2 separate regions of the Mus musculus genome follow, and region 1 is linked to region 2. A link is a contact called in public HiChIP or PLAC-seq data. All regions are on one chromosome and are shown on one strand. Each heading gives the region's core, a stretch centred on a gene start, on an enhancer-like site or on the middle of the called end of the contact. The rest is flanking DNA. Distances are from core to core; before and after follow the strand shown.

What was found. HiChIP or PLAC-seq counts read pairs in DNA pulled down with a chosen protein or histone mark.
Region 1: an H3K4me3 HiChIP or PLAC-seq map of neural tube shows a contact between it and region 2, with 2.6 times the contacts expected there. The contact joins the enhancer-like site here to the promoter of Zfhx4 in region 2. A contact is called at or near these places in 3 of 39 promoter capture datasets (the 3T3-L1 cell line, 3T3-L1-derived adipocytes and liver), 8 of 484 Hi-C or Micro-C datasets (3T3-L1-derived adipocytes, the AML12 cell line, adipose-derived mesenchymal stem cells and 5 more), 8 of 115 datasets of contacts at active chromatin or transcription factors (craniofacial prominence, embryonic forebrain, embryonic hindbrain and 5 more) and 3 of 9 other capture datasets (adipose tissue, embryonic stem cells and liver).

Annotation. Positions count from the first base shown.
Region 1 is chr3:5,347,306-5,351,501 of GRCm38.p6, reverse strand. The region is part of intron 4 of Zfhx4 (zinc finger homeodomain 4); the gene reads right to left. Among named protein-coding and RNA genes, the nearest start is that of 2700069I18Rik, 130 kb to the right of the region's middle. RefSeq lists an enhancer at 41-3,123. Within about 2 kb of position 1,766, at least 35 of the 459 cell types and tissues checked have an H3K27ac peak or open chromatin away from gene starts, as enhancers often do. A contact at or near this core is called in neural tube, where this site is marked.
Region 2 is chr3:5,216,775-5,220,677 of GRCm38.p6, reverse strand. Zfhx4 (zinc finger homeodomain 4) reads right to left here and starts at 2,124. Exons shown (of 11, transcript NM_030708.2): 1 at 1,751-2,124. 2700069I18Rik (RIKEN cDNA 2700069I18 gene) reads left to right here. Exons shown (of 3, transcript NR_045905.2): 1 at 1-8.

The DNA.
Region 1 (4,196 bases), core at 517-3,016, 130 kb before region 2:
TGTTACAAATCACTCCACTGAAAGAGGGAAGAACAGCAGCAGGCAGCAGACAGGTTTCAATTTCACAATGCTGATTATCTCATTGGCAATTCCATGCATGCCTAAATCTGAGAATCCCTCAAGCAGCTATATGGACTTCTACTTTTAAAATGCCTATTACGCTTTCATACTTTTCCCTGCTTCCTGAAGAGTGCCATTTCGCCAAGCTTAAATAGCAGAAAATTGTACTGCTTTTCCTCTGCCCATCTCCTCAATCTCTATTAACCTGCCCAAGAACAAAGGCGCATGATGGCCCAGCTATAGGTTGACGAATAGGTTTGAAGTCATTTTCATTTACTGCCATGAGGATTTTTGTTTCATAAATGTACTTCCAACAATACCATCCTTTTAATACTTCCACAAATTACTAAAAAATGCACTGTTTCTGCAATGTATATCGGTGGGTTGGCCCTTGCTCAGTCAGTACGAGCACACTCCCACCACAAATACATTTTATTATTTGCATTAATGCCAAATGAGAGAATGTGATTATTAGAATGTGTCTTGACTTAAATAAAACTGACAAAAGTGAAGCTGGACCAAACAGAATTTTTTCCATTTCAGCTAGAAAAGAACAATAGGCCAGAAGCTGAAGGAATATGGTTGAAACACCTGGTTCTAATGCTTGCAATAGGTCTTTATTAGATGTCATAAACTGAATGATGCATTACTCTCTGGACGACTTATAGCTCACAAATGTTGAGGTAAAATGGAGGACAGAAAGTTCCTTTAAAACAATACGGTTAAACAGTCCTTTTAAATCAAGCTGTATTTATTAAATGCAGAAATCTTAATAACCTTACAGAGATTTGTTCATTCTTCTCATTTTATACATTCCTGCCATTCCTTTTTAAGGCTAAACCTTTCTGTTGGATGCTGACAAAAACTCTCTCTTTCTTAAGCATCATGAGAAGTCAGTCTAAAATGACAAATGCATTGTGAGACCATGGAAAAATCTCTCTCTTTCTCTTTCTCTCTCCCTCCCTCTCTCCCTCCTCCCCTCCCTTCCTTTCTTCCTTCCTTTCTTTCTTCCTAAGGAAATTTAGAAGGCTTCATGTCCATTCACTCTTTCAATTAAGTTAAAATTTCATGTGTGCTACAACAACAACAACAACAATGGCAAGGTAATTTGGCCTCGGAAACAGATTGAAAATAGGGTCTGTTTTACATTTAAAAAGATAAAAGAATGTTTTCTAAAATGGCAATTGCTGGTTGGCCATCGATTGGAAGCTTTAATCTCATAGCCTGCTCAAATTTCCCATTATGTCTACTGAGGCTTAGAAGGCTCGAGAGGCCAAACTGTGGCCTTCAACAAAAGTGGAGGGGGTTGCAGCATTAAGAAACACAGCTGTTGCTCGCAAACTGCAAATGTTAGAATAACTCACTGCCTGTTTTTTACTTGCCACTAATAAAAACTAAAAGTGTTTTGCATGCTTTCTATAAACAGTGCACTTAAGTTTTATAATCTAGTACATCTTATTAAGCGTGAAGTCTGCTGATCCCTAAATTATTCATAACGTGGTCCAGACTGATTAAGATTGGCTTGTTAAGGAGCACAAGAAGCAATTAAACTGACAAGGCAGTGCAGCCTTGATGTATACATTTATTATCAGAAGAATACCCAAAGTGAATGCCCTTATTAAGCAATGAATTTCACCTCACTGGCCTTCCACTATGGCTGCCACAGGCAGAGAGAATGAGGAACAACATGTCAAAAGCTAACTCTGAGGAAATGCCTATCTTCAAGTGAAACCGATTTTGTAATGAACCTTTCAGTTCACTCCTGAGGTAATAAATCCTGACTGGTGCATTAATTACTTGATAACATCCCATCAAAATGCAAATGTGGCACTTGACCCACAGGAACAGCTCAGTAGCTGGTAACTCTTCAGGGTGGACATAAATTGTCTGTTTTCTCTTATCAAACAGGGCATTTATTTCCATCTTGCTGGGGTGAATGTCACTTCTGCCACCCTCAGGCCCTGGATGGCCTGACACCATCATTTGCAGAAGCATGTCAGGAAGCACCAACATCCTAATTGCACTCGCACCTCTCTCCGTACCATCTGAGAGAACAGCCCCTTAGCCTACCTGAACCCCACTCCCCACCCCGCCACGACACACACACCTCATACACATACTCCTGAAGGAAAGCAACTCTCACGGACACACAGTGGCAGTGTCACAAAGGATCCCCCACCTCCAGAGACACTCTCATCTTGCTTCCCACTAACAAAGGACCAACTGAGAAATCTCCTTGCTTTCAGCAATCCAGGGAAAGCTGAGAGATGCAACTGCCTATAGGTGGCCTCCATACTTAGCAGCACAGGGAAAGCAGAGAGGCAGTACTGGAACCTATATTCACACCATGACAAGGAAGCATTTCTAGGTGCTGTTTTAATATTTTCACAATCTAATCAATACTTCATTAAGGAAATAGAAATGATCCACTCTAAACTCGAAGAAGAAAGAAAGAAAGAGAGAGAGAGAGAGAGAGAGAGAGAGAACAGAAGGAGGGAGGGAGGGAGGGAGGGAGGGAGGGAGGAAGGAAGGAAGGAAGGAAGGAAGGAAGGAAGGAAGGAAGGAAGGAAGGAAGGAAGAAAAAAGATATCCAGATGAGAGGGAGCATCTAAACATGGCTTAATAAACACTTGAAAATGGGTAAGAGAGAATCCTGTTCTCTTAGCCTGGTGAAACAGATTTACTTAGTTATGGAAACAGTTTCCACAATGAATGTTAATGAGAGTCTTTGTTTCCTATTGGCTGTTCACAATTCTGCTCTCCATCAATAGGTCTGACTCTTCCACCTGGGTCAATGTGCCTTCCAGTTGTGTTTATTTGTCTTGAAGGGTTGGTGAAAATCCTTAATTCAGGTTACTAGGCAACCCTGCAGGTGAGAAAATATAATGTTTGGCTGACTCCATTTTTGAATGCACACAGTGGCCTAATGCCTTCAAAATAGACTGCAAAGCGTGTACTGATGATTCTCTGATACCTTCTCTAAAGGCGAGGTCAGAAGAAAATTAATTGATGCTGAAAATAATGACAGAAGGAGAGGCACCACTGAGACTTGGTGTGACTGGCATGTGATAATGTTAGCAAGAATCTCAGCATGTGACTGGACAGTGTGATGAAAAATATATCCTGCGAGAGGGAAAAACAACTTACAAAACTTAATTAGTTTTTGACACTTCTTCATAAGTTATTATCTTTTCATTTGGAGCACTGCCTTGGGACATCAATACACAAGAAGAAATGAAACATTCTTATTGTAAATATGAAAGAATGACGACTTTATATTGTGCCTCTCCTCTTTACATGTCCATTTGAATAAACAAAATCTCCTTCTGCAGGAGAGGCACCCGAGAAGATGCAAACACATGTCCTATGAATATGACACGGTCTTCCTCAACTCATGATTCCATCAGGATGTATTTTATAATTTTGATTTTAAAAATGAGGTGGAATTCAAGTAAACGTGGTGAAAATAAGACTTTTAGATGGGCAGTGTTCAAATTATATCCTCCACTGCAATAAAGCTTCCTGTACAGCAAATGGATTTTTAATTCCTTTCCACTAACGTTCTTACCTAGAAGTGATTCACGCTGATTACTAAATAACCCTTGTGACTTGCTTTGTCTTTTGAATTTTAAAAATACATTTGCCTGGAGCAATGAATTTCATAAACCGGCAGCTCCCATGCTTGATGAATCAGTCTTACTTTATGCAGTGCAGTGTGGTAGAAAGCTGAGATAAGATATTCTATCCACAAGCTATTTGGTACAATTCAGCAGCAGCAGCAGCAGCTCACTAGTCCAGTGATAATACCTGGCTTGCGGATTGTAATGATCAGATTCTGTTTTTATTTCAAACAGGAGTAATTCCGAATACCAGAGGTTTTAATTTACATACATTAGTGAGGTTCAAATGTGGCAATAGCTACAAGCAAATTCACTTGCAAACTGTATGCTCGCCTTGCATAATGGGTTCCGTTTAGCAATTACTCACCAGTGAAGTGCCCAGATAAAAATGAAAACAAAGAGAGAAAAGGAAAATCATGATATATACACCATAGTGTGGACTAGGATAATTGCTGAACCACGGTGAAGGTCACATTTATATCTGTTTTAGTAATGATTTCATGGACTCTTCCTCTG
Region 2 (3,903 bases), core at 875-3,374:
GATCACAGGTAACAAAAGAAATAACCAATGCATGGTCTTCTGGGAGAGGGGGCAAGATGGGGGAACATTCCGGAACTTGGCCATCACTGAGGAACTTTTATACAATTATAGAAAAATTTTATTTTATTTTTTCTGATAGAAAAGAGCAAAAGGAATGGAAAGGGACGGAGGGAGGGAGGGGGAAAGAGAGAGAGAGGAAAAAAAGAGAAGAGAAGAGAAGAGAAGAGAAGAGAAGAGAAGAGAAGAGAAGAGAAGAGAAGAGAAGAGAAGAGAAGGGAAGGGAAGGGAAGGGAAGGGAAGGGAAGGGAAGGGAAGGGAAGGGAAGGGAAGGGAAGGGAAAGGAAAGGAGAGAAGAGGGAAGGGGAGGGGAGGGAGAGGAGAGGAGAGGAGAGGAGAGGAGAAGAGAAGAGAAGAGAAGAGAAGAGAAGAGAAGAAAAGAAAAGAAAAGAAAAGAAAAGAAAAGAAAAGAAAAGAAAAGAAAAGAAAAGGAAAAGGAAAAGGAAAAGAAGCGAGACCAGGCTCACTCCAGCCCCTGGTAGCCTAACTGATCATATCAGGTCAGAAGGCATGCTTGGTGCCAGCTGAAGCTGAGGAGGTGAAGTTCATTTGCAGACATGGAACCCTGTAGTGAGTGTGTGTGTGTGTGTGTGTGTGTGTGTGTGTGTGTGTAAAATGCATCAATTCCCACAGTCAGCCACATCTCCTTTACACACACACACACACACACACACACACACACACACACACACACACCCTTGCCCTTTACCAAAAAAGAAAGCAAAGGCTCTTGATCTCCAGCCGCGGGTGTCCTCTTAGTGTGGCGATCAATCCCCAAACCCCGGGGCGAGCTGCCTCCACTCCCAGGTCTGCGGACATAGGCCGGGAGATCCCGCCTCCTAACGGACCTACCAGGTCCGCAGCGCCCGTGCAGCCAAGAGCCGCCAGGGCCTGCCGCTGCCGGCCGCGCTCCGCAGACCGGTGTCTACCTGCAGCCAAGCCCCGCGCTCGCCCATCCTCCCGGGCCCGGCGCCTCGCGCGCACCAGCCCTGGCCTGCCACAGCCCCGCGCAGTGAGTGCCCTTCGGGAACTTGAGAAAGGGTGGAGAAGGGAAAAGGAAGATGAAAAGGAAACCGAGAAGAGTACAGGGGAGGATCAAGGGAGAGGAGAGGAGAGGGGGGCTGCGAGCCCCACCGACCACTGTCCAAACTTTCGGAGAATGTGTGCAGAGGAAACATCATCTCGATGGGGTGCAGGGACGCGGAGCGAGCGAGGACCCCAGATAATGTCCGAGCCGCTGCCGAAATGACAGCTTCGCCGGATCACCAGAGTGTCTCCGGCTCCCGAGGAAAGCAGAACCCGAAAAGACTGAGAAAAAGACAGAAAACTGCTCGGCCGAAAGTCACTTAATACAAAAGTTAAATCTTGAAAAGCATGCCTCCCCCCCACCTCCAGCCCCAATCCCCCCTCCGCCTGTGCCTTCTCCCTCCCTCAGCAGAGCAAATCTTTGAGCCAAAAAAAAAACGGGGGAAAGAGATGGAAAAGGGGGGCAGAGCGGAAGAGGTGGTCGGGATGAGGGTACGTGTGCTAGGGCGAGCGGTAGCAAGCGATCTAGGGGTAGAGAGGCGGAGAGGGAGAGGGAGAGAGAGTGAGCGAAATATCAAAGATTGTGCAAGATCAGGCTGGAAAGATAATCGATACTCGACCTAAATTTAACACAAACTACTCAATAAAAGTTAAAGAAAAAACTTACTTTCCATTTCCCTGCAGTTCCTACTCGATCTTCGCCTCTTTTTTGTTTTGCTTTTATTTTACGTACAGCTGATCACATCCAAGTAAAACGAGAGGGTTCATTAAAAAGAATAAAAAATAAAAAAATAATCCTCGAACTTTATTGGGTGAAAATAAAAACGCTGGAGCAAAAAGTGGGGAGCACGGAGCGGTCCTCGGGGTTCCGGGAGGAGTTAAAGCATGTGCCGACCGCGGTCTCGCTGTTTGCTTGTGAAGGGGTTGGGAAAAGGAGGAAAGGAAATGAAAATCCGATATGTCTTTATTCTGCTAATTATTATCGTTTTAGCCCTGTTTAAAAAAAATGGCTGATTAAGTTGAGTGCGCATGTCTTTGTGTGTCTATTCCCGATATGCACTCTGGGAATGAGAGAGGAGAGCGAGGGAGAGGGGGAGGGAGGGGGGAGAGGTGTAATTAGTGAGGTGATCAACATTCCCCAGACTGCAAATGACGCGCAGCCAGGACTCAAAGCAGCCTGGGAGCCTCGCGACTTCCAGGGCTCCTAGCGTTGCGGCTGGAGCCCTGGACGAGGCGACTAAGGAGACGGAGGATGGGGACCTCCGGGGCTCGCACCCCATGCGCCCCTGCGCACAACTCTCAAACTTCATTAGACACACACGAACACACTCTCACACAGAGACAGCAAAGAGAAGAATATAAAAGCACAACTCATTCCTAAGAAATGCCTTTTTAGAGTTCTAGATTAAAAAAAAAAAAAACAAAAACAAAAACAAAAAAAAAAAAAACCCAGGCAAAATAATTACTCTCACACCAAAGATATGTTTACCAGGGAGCTTTAAGGAGAAATACAAGTCAAGGTAATTAAGAGCTTTTCTCTGGGTTGGTTTATTCTACTACGCACTCAGAAGTACTTTAACAGCTAAATACTAAGGCCTGAGCAAATATGCAGATGTATGTAAATAAAGAGTGCCAGTCAGTGTGAGCAAACAACACCCAGTTCAACCTCTTTCAAAGGAGAGATTTCTCTCTGGATCCTCAGGCATTCTATTTAAAACTATATCTTGCACTTGCATTTACGCTAGAGAAAACCTACAAGGGAGGTGGAAGTGGTTAGTTTAGTCAAAGTAAACTTCCAAATGAGAGTAAGTTCGGGTTGTAAGAGTGATACTAGGGTACAGCCTAGATTTTATGTAATATTCTTGAATATTTTATCAGAATCGCATAAGTTGAATGTAATGGTTTAAAAGGACTTATGGAAGAAAAGCTTTCATCTTTCTAGACTGTTCAGTTATCTTTCTGGAAGCACATTATGATGAATTTTAAAACCCCAATACAGATCTCATTAGAGTGAAATATATTTGGTATTTTCTGGTGCAAAATTTAAGGTGCCTGATTCTCATTTGAAAATCTAATTATCTCTTTCCAATATTACAGATGTGAATATGAGTGACACTTTCATTAAAAGATAATTAACTAACACTCGGAATAGACATACTTTTAAATACCCCCTACTGAATGTGGGATATATATATATATATATATATATATATATATATATATATATATAATATATCTGTATATATATATATATGAATTGCATCTTGATACACTACTACACAAGAGGTCATAAGTAGACACCATCTATGTAATATTTTAAAACCTGGAATCATATAATGAAAATAAGAGTAACCAATCAAATGAGCTGCAAACAGGAAACACCAGTGCTGCCCAGCTTCCTGAGCAGGTGAGGCACCAGCCACTTCTGAGCTGACAGGCCTTTGAAGTTTTGGATTGCCAGGATCTGCTTCAAAACCTTGTTTTAGTCCTTAAAAACCAAAGGTACCAAACAAGGTTTATAGCAACAGCAAGATTTGTAGCACATCACTGAGAGTTCAGAGACAGTAAATATGTCTTCCTGGGTCTAATACCCTTGTCCTATCAGTGTATACGCCTTACATCCTAGGACAAATGCAAATAGAACAAAACATCTGTGTGGATAAAATTATACTCCTCCCTGCAAGATCAGACCTAGGCCCATATCTGAAAAGCTGCTTGCATTCAGCAACTAGCTAACTTTACAATGAAAATTCAAAGCAGAGAATAAAACCTAGATGTGGTCTTTGGTAAGAGGAAAAGGCAATGCCATCTTAGAAATCT